Regions from separate parts of the Muntiacus reevesi genome. Here region 2 is linked to region 1. A link is a contact called in public Hi-C data. All regions are on one chromosome and are shown on one strand. Each heading gives the region's core, a stretch centred on a gene start, on an enhancer-like site or on the middle of the called end of the contact. The rest is flanking DNA. Distances are from core to core; before and after follow the strand shown. Region 1 holds the start of SCAF11 (SR-related CTD associated factor 11). Region 2 holds the start of ARID2 (AT-rich interaction domain 2).

Region 1 (2,700 bases), core at 100-2,599:
TGATGACCCTACTGAGAAAGAATCGATAATGGTACACAAGTTTCTTATGGAAGTCTCCGACGTATTCTTGAATGAATCATCACATGTCTCTATCTAACCACCAAATTACCTTGGTGGTTAGGAGAGACATTACTTGCGGACAAAGGTCTGGCTAGACAAGGCTATGGTTTTTCCGGTAGTCATGTATGGGAGAGTTGGACTATAAAGAAAGCTGGGCACCGAAGAATTGATGCTTTTGAACTGTGGTGTTGGAGAAGACTCTTGAGAGTTCCATGGAATGCAAGGAGATCAAACGAGTCCATCCTAAAAGAAATCAGTTATTCTTCCAATGAATAATCAGTTAAATCCTTATTATTCATTGGAAGGAGTGATGCTGAAGCTGAAACTCCAATACTTTGGCCACCTGATGCGAAGAACTGACTCACTGGAAAAGACCCTAATGCTGGGAAAGATTGAAGGCAGGAAGAGAAGGGAAAGACAGAGGATGAGGTGGTTGGATGGCATCACCAAGGCGATGGACATGAGTTTGAACAAGCTCCGGGAGCTGGTGATGACAGGGAAGCCTGGTATGCTGCAGTCTATGAGTTCCCAAAGAGTCGGACACAACTGAGCGACTGAACTGAACCACCACGTGTATCAGGATCACATTTAATTTTTTGTTGTGGGAATTTAGATACGGGGGACAAGCCTAGGCCTGATGAGTCACGTGGGATACCTCTCCAAAGCGTTTTAAAAATGCCACTGGGCGGAAAGAAAGAGGTGAGCTTACAAGTTGGGGCCACTTCAGCCTCCCCGCAGGATGTAGTTCAGGCGGATAACGCTGCAGGACGAAAACTCAATCCACCGCCAAACAACAGAACAGTTTTCAATATCACATAGGATAGTAAAGGTCGCACAAAGGTCCTCACGTCCTGTTCTCCGACGGCCTTCTTAACTGTCTTCCGCAGCTTAGGGTGTACAGCCGGCAACGCGGGGCTGACTCCAGCGCGCCACGTAGGGCGCAGGCGCAGAACCCGCGGCGTGGGAGGAGAGCCGGGCGTTAAGGACGTTTCCCAGAAGCCCGCGCCGCCAGCTGGGGCCCTCCCTCCTGCTCGCAGGCCGCGTGACTTGACTCCGCCCGTCACGTTCTTCCGTCGCAAACGGTGGATTGCCTGCGCCCCCCTGAGGTCTGGCTGAGCGCTGCAGTCGTGCACGCAGGGCCAGTGCGAGCGAGGAGGGAAAGCGCGGAGGGTCCCGCCGCTGCCGCCGCCGCCGCCGCCGGCGTCACCGTAGCGCGCCGACCTGTGGCGGCGCGGCTTAGCTGAGGAGAGTGAGGGGGGAGGGGGAAGGGGACGCGCGGAGCTGGGCGGGAGGAGGCCAGACGGGGCGGGGGGAGGGGGAGCAGCGGTGGCGCAAGCCGCGCGGAGCAGCGCAGCCCGGGTCCGCTCCCTGCTCCACCGCCGCCACCTCCCGCGCCAGCCAGCAGAGCCGGCGCCTCAGCGGCCCCCGGAATACCTCAAAGCGGACGGAGTCCATGTTGGGGAACTTGGCGGCGGCGTGACGGGGACCTAGGGACCTGCAGTGGGGCTGCCGCCGCCGCCGGAGCCAGCGCCTCGACCTCGGCCTGAGGTAAACATGGGCCGACCCCGGGGGTGGACGGGCGCAGGCAGCTGTCGCTGCGGGGTGGGGTGGACGGGCCGGCGGAGTGGGGGAGAGGGGGCCCGGAGCGATGAGAGGGCGGACAAAGTTTCGGAATCCCGCGCGGCCCAGGCGGCGTTCTGCGCTCGGAGGAAAGTTGGAGCCGCCTCTGGAGGCGGGGGAGGCTGAGGCGGGGAGGCTCCCCGTTCCTCTCGCCACCCCCGCGAGGGCGGCCCCGTGTCGGCCGCCTCCGCCTCGCTGTTGGTACCCCGTCCCATTTCCTCCTTGTGGCCTACCCGCCGCCTCCGCCGGCGGCTCCTGTCCCCGCCCGGGGTCCTGGGGGAGTGGGTTGAGGCTAGGGTTCTCCGCGGCAGGGTCGCCACACGTTCTCCCCCGTCCCTGCGGGGGACTGTGTCCTGCTGGGCTTCCGGGCGCTCCCCGACCCCGGGTCTCTCTTGACTTGGGAGACTTTGCTTTTGTCAGTAGCCTCCAAGCCCGTTTGTGAAACCAAACTTTACTGCGCGGTGACCTCTCGGAGTGCGCGACTAGGGAAGAGCCGGAGCTTCAGAGCATCCGTGTTACCCCATGCCCTGAATTTCAAACTCTTCTCCCACCTCCGGTTTTTAAACCAGTTTCCCGGTCTGACGAGAGGTCCGGGAGATCTCACTTGTCTCCATCACTTGCTCCTGTTTAGATACTAGGAATTTTGAACAATTAAAGACATTTCTTAGAGATGTCTGGCCGTCTTGCTCTCTCCCCCCCATTTTGAAAAATTGTTCTGAAAGTAAGCGCCTGATTTAAGAGTAGTTGAATAAAACATTCATATACGAATATGGAGTTTTAAAATACTGTCAAAGTATTTCTGTACCCTGTTACACAGTGTCTACGAGTTGAGCGTTTTTCATTCATTTTGGGTTACATTTTAATATCTTTGTCATACTGCTAGTGAACTAAGATATTTAGGCAGAACTGACCAAAAAGTTTTTAATATAATGCTTTGGCTAGTAGATGCCAATTTTCCCAGTTTGGGAAATTCACTGAATATTGGAAAAAGCATGTTTAATAGATGCGTTTTTTCATTAT
Region 2 (2,700 bases), core at 188-2,687, 270 kb after region 1:
TCTACAGAGATCTGCAGATCCCTCAGGAATCGGTGGGTGATTCGGCTCGATCCGTAAGAGTAGCTAAGCAAGGGCTGCTTGAATCACTGTGTTTTCACCCGAGAGCCCGGTATTTAATAGCACTTGTTTTGTTTTGGGGGGCGGAAGGGGGGGTGTTGGTGGGTTTGTTTTGTTTTTGAAGCCCGGACAATAACCAATCGCAAGTCCCTCTGTCGCCCCCTTTTAAATCTCAACGCGGTCCGTTTACACTTTAAAAAAAAAAAAAAAGTTCAAAAGGATCAATACTGTTCCGGACAGCGACGTCCGCAGGTTCTGGGGGGGCCGGGGCCGGGGCCGATTCCGATCCCTCTCCCAGATCTATCCATCTCCATAGGCCCTTCTTTGAGGCCTACAGCTTCTGCCTAGCCTTGAAGCCTAAGATGGCTATTTGGAGACAGGTCCTGGTTTCTTTTGTTAGCTGTATAAACCGAGGGCGACGGGGCCGAGGCTGTGCCCCCGGCTGCCGGGATCATTTCGCAGCCGATTATCGATGTTAAACCTGCCCGCGCTAATTTTGAGTTGCACGAAAACTGCTCTCAGAGTCTGTGTGTCTCTGTGTCTCCGCCTGTGCTAGAGCGGCAGCGGCGGCAGAGCTGACTCGCGAGCGAGAGGGCGGGCGGGCGCGGGGCGGGCGCGGGGCTCGGGCGGGCGCCCCGCACGCCCGCACTCCCCGCCGCGGCGCTCAGACCCCGCCGGGCCGGCCGGGCACCGGGCAGGGCGCGAGCCGGCGCCGGGCCGCCCGCCCGCCGAGCCCCGCGCCCGCCGCGCGCACGCGAGCCACCAGGCCAAAAACAGCCCCGCCGCCGTCCGCCTCCGTGCCACCGGCTGGGAGCGAAAAGAACGCCTCTGGCCCCCGCAGGCCACCCCCCCGGCCCCGAGCGCCCACTCCGGGGTCAAAGGAGACTTTTTGGAGGAGGCCAGCGAGAGGGAAATACAAATTAAAACTTCCACTCACCTTCGCGAATCCGCCTAAAGTAGTGACTCTGGTGTAGAGACCGTGAAGATCCAGCTCCTTCCCACCCACCGCAGGGATTTTTTTAAAAGGCGACCTGCGGGAGAGAGAAAGCCCCGCACTTGTCAGCCGGGACCCCGCGGCGGCCCGAGCGGGAGAGCCCCGTTCGCCCCGGCTCGCCCCGGCGCTGCCCCCCCGGTTCTGCTCTCACCCTCTGCTGTGGTGGAACTGCCGCAGCTCGTCCAGGAAAGCGAGTCCCTTTCTCCGCTCGTCCGGAGGCGCCTTCCCCGTCGAGTTTGCCATTATTTTTTCAAAGGAGGTTTAAAAAAAACCCAGATCGGTGTTTTAAAAGCGCCCCCCGCTCCCAGCGCTTCCTACCAGAGCCCGGAGCCCATTCCTCGGCCGGCGGCGGCGGGGCTCAGTCATGGGCCGGCGGTGGCGGCGGCGGCGGCGGCGGCGGCGGCGCAGGGAGGGAGGGAGGGAGGGGGAGGAGGAGGAGGAGGAGGGGAAGGAGGGAGCAGGAGGCCAGGGGGAGAGGAGGGAAGGAGGGAGGGGAATTTCTAAAAAAGTTTAAAGAAATCGGAGCGAAACTAGAGGGGCAGGCGACTGCCGGATCCGCGCGAAGCCGCGGGGCGAGCGCGGCCCCCACCCCTTCCTTCCCTCCCTCCCGCGGCCCGGCTCTCGCCCGCCTCTCAGCGCCGCCGGCTCAGGCGGCTCGGCCCGGGGACGCGATTCAACATGGTGCTGCTGCCGGGGGCGCGCGAGCGGGCGAGGGGAAAGGCGAGCCGACGGTGAGGGGCCGGGGTGGCCGGAGGCCCGGGAGTTTCGGCGGCCGCGGCGGCGGCGGCGGCGGCGGCGGGGCTGGGGCAGGCGGGGCTGGGGGTGGGGAGGGGGAGGTCTGTGTGGTGGTTTGTGGAAAGCGGGGTGACAGCGTGTATTCCGGCCGCAGCTCCGCGGGGCCCTCGCACACATTCACGCGCGGCCTCGCGGCCGGGGCGTCCCCGGGCAGAAGGCACCGGCGGCAGCGGAGCCGCTGCGCGCCGCCCGCCCGCTTCCCTCCCCGCCAGCCTCCCTCTCTGCCGCCTCCAGCGTCGCCGCCACGGCCGGGCAGCCAGAGCCGCACAGCGACCCCCGAGGGCCGGCCGCGGCACTGCGCCTGACTCCACACCGCCCCGGCAGCTCCTCGCGGGGAACAATAGACTCGGCTCGCCGGGCTTAGGGTTCATCTGCAATGTGCCGCACATTTCACACGCACACAAAGCCGGCGGAAAGGGGGGAGGCGCGGGGAAACGGCCACTACCGGTTGTTCCAGGGTTAGGGGTGGAGGCGATGTTCGCGTCCCCGGCCCGGCAGTTGGCAGGGCCGCCTTGGAGTCCCCGCCCGCCCGACAGAACTGGTGTGGAAGGAAAGGAAGCCCAGAGGGGAAGCTCCTCACGCTAGCCTCGTTCACTGATCTGAATAAAGTCAACCTGTCACCTTTTCTTTTTTTATTAAGGTCTAAAAGAATCGGCTTTTCTGAGCCTTGCGGTGATAGTATTTGGGGGAGGGGGGAGCTGGTTAGCACATTTTCCATGAATTACCCACAAACTAACTTTAGCAAACTGTGAATTAAATACAATGTGAACTGTCTGTCCTAGTTCTGTGGAAATGGAATCGTGCTCTTAATTCATCTTGACTTTGGTTGGTTTCATTTCTCAAACTAGATTATT

Evidence for each region. Hi-C and Micro-C count contacts between places; a contact is called where the count stands out from the background.
Region 2: a Hi-C map of blood shows a contact between it and region 1, with 5 times the contacts expected there. The contact joins the promoter of ARID2 here to the promoter of SCAF11 in region 1. A contact is called at or near these places in 2 of 3 Hi-C or Micro-C datasets (blood and muscle).

What each region holds. Positions count from the first base shown.
Region 1 is chr4:150,100,327-150,103,026 of mMunRee1.1, forward strand. SCAF11 (SR-related CTD associated factor 11) reads left to right here and starts at 1,350. Exons shown (of 16, transcript XM_065934568.1): 1 at 1,350-1,608.
Region 2 is chr4:150,374,793-150,377,492 of mMunRee1.1, forward strand. It overlaps ARID2 (AT-rich interaction domain 2), which reads right to left and starts at 1,438. Exons shown (of 21, transcript XM_065934570.1): 1 at 1,203-1,438; 2 at 995-1,088. The coding sequence starts at 1,294.